3 separate regions of the Mus musculus genome follow, and regions 1 and 3 are each linked to region 2. Evidence: chromatin contacts called from public promoter capture Hi-C data. All regions are on one chromosome and are shown on one strand. Each heading gives the region's core, a stretch centred on a gene start, on an enhancer-like site or on the middle of the called end of the contact. The rest is flanking DNA. Distances are from core to core; before and after follow the strand shown.

Evidence for each region. Promoter capture Hi-C pulls out the DNA fragments that hold promoters and counts their contacts.
Region 1: a promoter capture Hi-C map of liver shows a contact between it and region 2, with 2.7 times the contacts expected there. The contact joins the promoter of Slc9a5 here to the promoter of Nob1 in region 2. A contact is called at or near these places in 3 of 39 promoter capture datasets (hippocampal neurons, liver and pre-B cells).
Region 3: a promoter capture Hi-C map of pre-B cells shows a contact between it and region 2, with 4 times the contacts expected there. The contact joins the promoter of Cmtr2 here to the promoter of Nob1 in region 2. A contact is called at or near these places in 1 of 39 promoter capture datasets (pre-B cells) and 1 of 115 datasets of contacts at active chromatin or transcription factors (astrocytes).

Annotation. Positions count from the first base shown.
Region 1 is chr8:105,346,269-105,349,519 of GRCm38.p6, forward strand. It overlaps Slc9a5 (solute carrier family 9 (sodium/hydrogen exchanger), member 5), which reads left to right and starts at 1,990. Exons shown (of 16, transcript NM_001081332.1): 1 at 1,990-3,251. The coding sequence starts at 3,109. It overlaps Fhod1 (formin homology 2 domain containing 1), which reads right to left and starts at 1,702. Exons shown (of 22, transcript NM_177699.4): 1 at 1,385-1,702. The coding sequence starts at 1,585. Gm46049 (a long non-coding RNA gene) reads left to right here. Exons shown (of 4, transcript XR_003947441.1): 2 at 1-106; 3 at 184-570; 4 at 807-1,388.
Region 2 is chr8:107,423,422-107,426,295 of GRCm38.p6, forward strand. Nob1 (NIN1/RPN12 binding protein 1 homolog) reads right to left here and starts at 1,617. Exons shown (of 9, transcript NM_026277.3): 1 at 1,545-1,617; 2 at 1,317-1,449. The coding sequence starts at 1,607.
Region 3 is chr8:110,216,475-110,219,482 of GRCm38.p6, forward strand. It overlaps Cmtr2 (cap methyltransferase 2), which reads left to right and starts at 1,486. Exons shown (of 2, transcript NM_146215.4): 1 at 1,486-1,612.

The DNA of each region.
Region 1 (3,251 bases), core at 740-3,239, 2.1 Mb before region 2:
TTTGTGATACTGGGGATCGAACCCAGGGCCTTGCACATACTAGGCAAAGTGCTACCGTCTCCGTCATCACCTTATTCCTGGCCACGGATTTTCATTAGTATTGCGGGTAAGTGGACTCAGTTCCACACCCCTTTCTCCCTGGTCTGTCTAAACAGTTGCAATTCTGCACCCTTTTCTCTGTAGTCCGTATACTAAATGCCAGGTGACCTCAGACTGGGCAAGCTTCCTCCAGACCCCTCTGAACAGAGCAGTAGAAGAACACAAAGTAGACTACGCAGAAAACTCTGGAGGTGGGCAGTATGCTGCATTCTTCCAGCTGTGGTCTTAAAGAGCTGGGGCTCTGCCTGGCCACTGGCCACTCCCCAGGCCAAGTTTCGCCGACCCCCTCCTGACTGCACTTGGAGGCAGGGCTGGCTGCAACGCGAGGAATGCAGTTTAGAGGCCTGGAGCCTAGGGCACATTCCAGGGGAGACCCCGGGGCTAAGGGCCATGTTTACGCAACCCCGCGCCCAATTGTGGCACCCCATCAACTCCCTCCCATCTCCCTCACAGCTCCCAGCTAACCCGCAGGTCAGGAACCCTGGGGGGTGGTAGTGTGTATGCCTCTGGGAGTCCTGGCCCGGAAAAAGCAAGCCGGAAAGGGATGCCTGCGGGGAGGTGGAGGGGAGGCCAGCAGGAGGGGAGGGGTGGTCCTGCTGGACATACGGAAAAATGCCTCTCTAACTGAGCAAAGTCGGCCTAGGAACGTCGGCAACTAGGGTAGGCCAGCGGTTTAAAATTAGACTGATCCACCCCCTCCCTTCCAGGCGTAGGCCACCAGCGGCGGGCCTAAGGGACCATGGGGGCGGTGACGCAAAGGGCTTTCCCACCCGGGCAGCCTCCCATGAGCGCACGGCCGCTTCCAAGGGACTCCTCTCATCCTGGCTGGGACTCCAGTCTTCAACAGCGCTGGAGAGACTGTATTCCAAGGACCCAACCCAGCCGGTAGCCTCGATCCCTTCTATGATTGCTCCCTAAACCCGCCCCTCTTTGGGGCCCCGCCCCCGACTACCTGGAGCAGGTGGAAGTCTGTCCCTTCCCAACTCCACTTCCCCAATCCGCTACAACCACAGCAGCAACCCTGGCAAAGAGGCAGCGAGGGGACTCCAAGCACCTCTTCAGGAGGGCCTAACTTTCAAGGGAAGCCCGAGTGGAACAAATCACAAACTCTCATTTGGCTTCTATACTGTCCCCTCAACTTGAGTCTCCCCCTGTAGGCAGAGGAGCATAGACCTTAGGACCCCGGCCGGAGACTTTTCTGGAGGCGAGCACCCGCCCGTGACGATCTCTCTCCTAGAAGCACTGTCTGTCCACCGCCCACCTCAACCTCCGCAGCGCCCCTCACCTTAAGAGGCGCCCCCAGGAGTCGGTGCAGAGCAGGGATCTGCGCACTCAGGGGCAGAGCCCCGTCCAGGCTGCAGGTGGGGGCCCGGCGTGGTTCCGGGAAGTTGGCACAAGCGAAAGGGTCGGTGTCTTCCAGGTACTGCACTCTCACAGTTACCACGGATACTGGGTCCCCATCCCCGCGCTCTTCCTCGCCCGCCATGGCTCTGCCACCGGCTACCGCTGGACGCCTCTTGTGTCCCCTGCAAATGCTGCAACTTCAACTCGACTAAACTTTGCTGTTAGGGCCGGGCCAGGCTGGGCCGGACGCTCGCGGCTCGAGGGGCGGAGCCAGATGAAGGTAGGACCAAGGAAGGGGGTGGAGCCAAGACTGAGCGGCGAGCGCGCGCTCGGGGTTAACCACCGCCGGAGGCGGCGCTTGGGCCAGCCACTCAGAGAGCTGGTGATCCCGTTAGTTCCATTGCTAGGAGGGCGGGAAAACCCGAGCTCCCGCTCCGCCTCAGAGCAGAGGGCGGGGAGACTTTCTTTAGATTTGGTATGGGCGAGGCTGCAGCGGATCTTTGTAAGGATTTTTAGGGCAGATGGGGGGGGGGGGGTAAATCTCTTCGGATAATCTGGGTAGCTGGGCCACTCTCAAGGGACGAGATGGGACTAATTGCTAGCTTGAAAGACAAATGAAAGCATTTCTCTCATTTGGGGAAAGCAGTAAGAAGAATCTCTTTCAATGTGGAATAAGAAGTGGAAATAGATTTTATATTTGAAAGAAGAGGTGGATTCAGTCCCCTTTAGCTGTGGGGGCAAAAAAAAAGAGGACGGGTGCTCTTTCTCGAAAAAGAATGGGATGAGTCACTGTGAGGAGGCAGGTAGCACATGTTTTTTCGGCTTGGGTGATGAATGAAAAGTGGAGACATTCTTCGGTTTGGGGCGAGATGAGTCAAATGCCCCAAGTTGTTCCTAATTTAAAGGGAATTCCATAAGGTCCTCTCAGATCCATGGAATAGGCAAACAGTTCCCTGTAGTTTGAAGGAAAGGGAAGGCGGCGCCTCTGGGCTCTGGAGAGATGAGGAATAGCCAGCTTTTCAGCCTGGAAAGAGCCGGGTCCGTCCCGGCCTTGAGGTTTCTGGGTACGTTGAGAGCACCGTTGTCCATTAGGCTTTCTGGGTGTGCCCAGTGCGCGTGCGCAGCTGTGGTCCGGTAGGGGGGTCCCAGGTTTTGGAGATCGTGCTGGAAGGCGGCAGCGCACCGCCCCCTGCGGTTTTCTCAGCTTAGCACTGGGACCCGCAGCCTGAGCACCTGGGACGGGTGGCCCGCTGCTGGGCGGTGTTCTGCAGTAGCTGCGCTTGTCTCTGCTTCCCGAGACCCCCGTCCTTCTTGGTGCTCCGGGACGCGGTGGCTGGTCACCTTTCTGAATCCGGAGGAGAGGCGGTTTAGGAGAGCACACTCGAAAGAGTGGGTTTCAGGACTCGAGGGGTTAGGAGGGTTATGCTGGGGAATTTCCGGAGATGAGATTAACCTAGAAGAGATGGAGGAGGGGATCCTAACTGCTAGGATCCTGGGCAGGGTCTCGGGGTCCGGACCTGGCCTGGGGGTATCGGAGCTCGGATTGGGGGGAGTGAGCCCCACGTGCCTGTGACGCGGGGGCGCCGGGTAGGCGGCGGCAGCGGCGGCGGCGGCGGCGGCAGCGACGCGGGGCCGGCGGCCGTGCAGTGCCCGGAGGACAGCAAGATGCTGAGCGCCGCACTGCTTCTTCTGCCCGGGTTGCCCCTGGCGGGGGCGGGGGCCACAGAAGAACCCACCCAGGAGTCCGGGCCGTTGGGTGAGCCTCCTCCAGGCTTGGCGCTCTTCCGCTGGCAGTGGCACGAGGTGGA
Region 2 (2,874 bases), core at 367-2,866:
TAAGATTCACTTACTTGCCGGCCAGTGCTGGTGCATGCTTTTGGCCCCAGCGCTGGGGAGACAGAGGCAGGTGGTTTGAATTTGAGGACAGCCTGGCCTACAGAGTTCTAGGTCAGCCAGGGCTACACAGAGAAACCCTGTCTCAAAAAAACAAAAACAAAAACAAAAACAAAACAAAACAAAAACCCTTTTTTTTAAATGCATGTGAGTGCTTTGTTAGCATGTAGATTATATGTTGACCCATTTCCTCCCAACCGTATCCTATGAGGTACTACTAGTATTTTGGAAAGTTGAAGCCACTTGACAGAGACCCTGTAACTATCAAGTCGGAGGGAAAAGCTACAGAAACCACTGCAGAGCAGGTAGAGCCCTGACCACCATCTGCCTCAGTGACGCCTCCACTCCCTACTAACCTGGATTCCTGAAGAGGACGATGACCCCTAGGCAGCTATTTTTTTTTTTTTTCAGAACTAATGCAAGCCCTAAACACATCCCCTTTCCTTTTTAAAATTTGTTATTTTTGAGATGAGATCTCACTACATATATAGCCCTGGCTTGCTTGGAACCTCTGACTTCAGAGGGCTTGGACTAAAAACATGTGACATCACACTGGGCCCAATCCCCTTTTATTTTTAATATGACAGTCTCACTACCTAGCTCAGGCTGGCCTGGGACCCATGACCCTGAAACCTATCTCCCCGGGACGAAGACTGCACCACTGTCTATATCGTGTGCCTTTTTCTTTTCTTTCTTTATTTATTTTTGTTATTTTCGAGACAGGGTTTCTCTGTGTAGCCCTTGCTGTCCTGGAACTCACTCTGTAGACCAGGCTGGCCTCAAACTCAGAAGAAATCCGCCTGCCTCTGCTTCCCAAGTGCTGGAGTTAAAGGTGTGCGCCACCACGCCCAGCCTGCATGCCTTTTTCTGAGTTGAGGTTGCCTCCACTGGAAACTATAATCACCCTACACACAGGACCACAGATCTAGGTTCTCTATTTGTAATTCACCCAGAGCCTTCTGTATACTTGTAGAGCGCTCTCGCACTGAGTCTTAGGAGTCTACACAACTTTACCTCATGTGTCCAATTTGCTAGACACTTCTCCAAGAGGTATATCCGCATGGTCTTCAGTCCTCGCGGAGGGGAGGCAGATATTATTACTATTTTCACGATAAAGCTTAAAGCCTGTGATACACCGTGGAGCGCACGGCTGGCACTATTAAAGCCAGGCTGAACCGACTGTCTCTAAAACAAACGCTGCCTGCTACCGATCGGGGCGGGTCTGTCTGCCACAAGGCTGGGCCGGGGCACTCACTCACCCAGCCGCACGTACTCTGGGAGAGGCTCCTTGAACCGAAGCTGGTAGGGCAGCACTGCCAGCCGCCTGCGCGTGGCCTTGTCGCGAATCTCTCGCACCACCTCCCGGATGGTGTAGATGTTCTTCCCGATGTCCTGGGGACAGACCGGCCCAGTTATCCCGCTCGCCTGACCCCACACGCATCCCTGGAGGGCCTCAAGCCCAGGCCCCGCGGCGGGATCCCCAGTACCTGCAGAGGCGCGTCCCTCAAGAAAGCTCCGGCATCAGCCACAACGTGCTCCACCGGCGCCATGTTGGCTGTCAAGGACAGACCGCGCATGCGTATGGAGCCTGCGCCGTTCTTGGGTTTGCACAGTAGTCTTCCTCAGACCGGAGGAACAGCTGCTGCGATTTCGCGGCGCCCCCTAGCGGCCACCGGCCACCCCTTCAGGACTGCGCGCATACACAGCCGCGCCGCTTGCCCTGCCTGGGGGGCTATGTGCATGATTAAAGTTGAGGGACTCCTTAAGTAATCGTCCTCGGAATTCATAGAACTTTCTTTACTTTTAAAGGAAAAACCTGTAGATATGGCATATGGTTGAAAGTCAGTAGCTAGAAACAACAAATCACAACAAATCAGTAGGGTATATTCGATTTTACAAGCAAGGAAGCCAAGCTGACTTGGCCAGATAACCTCCGAACTGACTTGAAACCACTTTTTAAAATCCGTTGTGTTATACAGCCACGCAGTCCTACTTTATTTGAATATCTTGGGACAATGGCTGTATTACTTTATACCTTTGCCCCATCTCCCTAAGCAAGGCACATGATTTTCTAGAAAATCGAACAGAAGGGGTAGTAATGACTATTAATGACTTCCGATTTTCCTTTCAATTCTGGGATTAGGAGATCTGGGCTACTACATGCTGGCAACGCTGATCTGAGCCTTTAGCAACTGCTTTCATTTACTCATCTGTCCCGTATCAAAAACCCTTCAGTGCCGGGATGGTACCTTCGTCTGACTTAAATATTTTCTGCATCCCCAAACATCTTAAATTACACGGGGGGTGGGGTGGGGGAGCATTCCAGGTGCTCCTGTGGGGGCTGGAAGACAACCACAGGAGTCAGTTATCTCCTTCTGCTAAGAGACTGCTATGGGGGCCGGGCGTGGTGGCGCACGCCTTTAATCCCAGCACTGGGGAGGCAGAGGCAGGCGGATTTCTGAGTTCGAGGCCAGCCTGGTCTACAAAGTGAGGTCCAGGACAGCCAGGGCTACACAGAGAAACCCTGTCTCGAAAAACAAAACAAAAAAAAAAAAAAAAAAAAAAAAAAAAAGAGAGAGAGACTGCTATGGAATACAGGTTCTCAGGCTAGGCAGGTAAAGATGCAACTTGCTGCCTCTTCATAGCCCTGGCTGTCCTTGAACTCAGAGATCTGCCTCCTTCTACCTCTCTTGCTCTGGGATTAAAGTTGTGACCACCAAACCTAATCCCCAAATATTTTATATCACCAATCTTCCTACCCCTCAATCGCTCCAATCTCTAGCTTCCAACAGTGCTGCCTGTTCTGAAATAAGACCC
Region 3 (3,008 bases), core at 236-2,735, 2.8 Mb after region 2:
AAGAAGTTACACACACAGCAGCTGCGATTATTCTCTCCTCTTGGTCGCTATGCCTGCTGGATGACTCAGTTCCTCCACATCTAAGTCACACAAGAATAATGAAAACATATGCTTACAACAACATATTAGAAAGTCCCCAAACAGGTCCATTCGTAATATCACCAGTCTAGAAACTAAACAGTCAGCCTTCAGTAGAAGAACTGATTAAAGTCAACCCACAGAATGACAAACCCCTTGCAATATAAATTTTAAAGACACAAGACAATACAGATGAAAACATTTTAAATAATAAATTGAACAGGGAGAGGCTGAGAAGAGTCAAAGTGTAATGATTGAATTATGTGAAATTCTAGACCAGATCATCTAAATTAGGGTGATGGGAAATACAGTGATAGCTGCTTCTTGAGGGTGGAAGACTAGGAAGGAACTTAAGGGAGCTTTTCTAAAATATTCAGTAGGTATTTGCCTGCTCCACAAGAGGAATTCATGCCTTGTATTAGTTATGGCCCAAACCCATAACTAACAAATCGTGGGCTCTAAGGGAGAGTCCACTGATTTTTTTTTTTTTCTCTAAATGGTCAAGTTGCCAAACTGCCTTCTGAATACGGTGCTCTTCCCTCATCTCTGTCAAAGTTCTGAGAAGTGACTGACAGCTCAGCCATAGACAGGCCATCTACATAACACCTGCTCAGGGAAGGGGAGTGCAGAAGAGTGGGTGAAAAGAGTGGGAGAGCGAGAGGATGAGGGAAGTGCTGTGAAGCGCTTTCCTCTAAAAAGGATGGCTGTTACACTTATAAACGCACAGCAGCTGTGGCTACCCCACAGCTGGGGAGGTGGAGACAGGTGGATACCAGTGACTAGCTGGACAGTCTAACCTAACTAGAGAGTCCCAGGCCTGAGAGTCCATCCTCTGGTATCCCTGGCTGACATGGAACTCTCTATGTAGACCAGAGTGACTTAGAACTCAGAGATCTGTTTCCCTCTGGCTCATGAGAGCTGGGATCAAAGGCTTGTGGCACTACACCGGGTGGTTTTCTTTTTCCTTGGTTTATTAATATGTAAACACACCAAGTGATGATACTTCCGTTTCTTTAATTTGGTTTTGCACTCAAGTTATCCATTGAGCTTCAATTTTAATGCAGTCTCTCCTAGGAACTAGCATCTATCTATCCAGGGTAAACCTTCGGGTACCAAAGCCCAGTTCCGTTGCCATGGCGACCCGCTGAGACGGACAAGTTTCTCCGCACCAGAGCTCAGCTCCAGGAGTTGCCACCCTCCCGAGTGACGTCGATGCGCGTGACGATAGGCCTCCCGGAAGGCGCCTGTGCAGTGTGGCTGTCAGAGCCTCGCAGCCGGTGGGGGCGTGGTCTGGAGGAGGATCTGGCTCCAGTTGCGCGTGCGCAGGTCCGGGCGGTCTTCCAGGCGCTCCCTCCTCTTTGTCCGCGACCCGGTTGCCAAGTACGCAGAGGAGACGCCACCCCCGGAAGCTGTTCCCGGGAGCGGAAGTGGCAGGTGGCTCGTTAGAGTGAGGACCGCGTGTGCGGTGCTACTCTGCTCCTGCTCGAGGGGCTCTGGTGGGCGTGGGCTGAAGGAATGCGGACCCGGCTTCTCGGTGAGTGACAGTTCCCGGACGGTTCGCTGCGGGCAAGGGGCGGGGCTGCTCAAATGAGTGTTTGAGAGGTGGCTGTCCCAGGACCCAGTGTGAGCACTGCACATGCCCCAGTGTTTTTATTTCCTAGGAAAAGTTGGCGGGACCATTGCTAACACTCCCTATGCTCACTTAGACCTGACAGCTGTTGAGAACTTAAAGGCTTTGGTGTTGGACTTACAAATTTTATAATCATTTCCTTGTGGCTTTGGACAGGAAGCTTCCTGTCTTCCACTTGGAGCCTGCAAAATAATACAGTTGATACTCATCAGCCTCACATGCACTTTGGAAACGGCATGCATTTAGTTGAAAAAAAATTTTATGCATTTAATTGAAATTTTTTTTGTTTTTAAGTCGTACATTGAAATGCTAGGGTGAAATTGAAATGCATTATTCTGTTCAGAGCTTTGTCTTTTGGGCTAAGTGTAATATTCGTCCATTTATCCAGTTAATGTTAGTGTACTTAAGTGCCCACCAGCCACTGTTGGAACCTTTTGGGGTGGCATGTAAGTGAGCAAAATAAAAGATAACTGTCCTGCAGAAGTGCGGAGCTTACATTCTGGTTTGAGGAAGTTGAGAACGACAAGTCACAAACAGAACACAGGGGAAAAGAAATAAGTGATAAACATGAATGCCGTGGGAGAAAGTGAGGTAAGGGCCATGGGGAGCCCGAGATGCAATTTCAAAATAAGTGTGTTAGGATAGGCTTCACAGAGTAAAGTGCCTTCCAGCAAATACCAGGAGGAGCTGAGGGGATTAGCTAGATAGATACTTGGGGGAGTAAAGCCCAGGTAGAGCTTGCCTCTTAGTATTGAGCAAAGTGTTCCAACGTGGTGTGGCCTGGGTCTTCAGTGAACAGCAGGCTTGTGTGGCTGGAGTGGAATGGATAAGGGGGCGGTAATATTAAGAATGAGTTGGCAGCAAGGCTCAAGTACAGTCAGGAACCTTGGAGCGTTTGAATCCTTTTAGTTGTTTGCAAGTGAAGGCAATTATCCACTTAATTTCGGTAAGATTTCACAGCTTAACCACAGCCACTAATTAGTATGTGAAGTTAATGACTAAAAGTAGACTTTTTTTTTCCCCCCAAAATAGAATGTATTGGAGGTCTAAATGTAGCTGCGGTTCCCAGTAAGCACAGCGTGGATCAAGACAGATGAGCTCATTGTAGTAAATTTTCTGTTTGCTCTTACGTAGAGTTTTTGTGCGTGCAGAAATGCCCTGCTTTTGCCTCCCCCTAAGAGCTTTTCTAAATACAGTTTCTAACTGTTAAATGATGTTGCTGTTTGTGACAGTAAATCTCTACTCACGTGGGACTCGTAAGTAGTTGTGACAAACAAGATGATTAAAAAAGGTACCCACT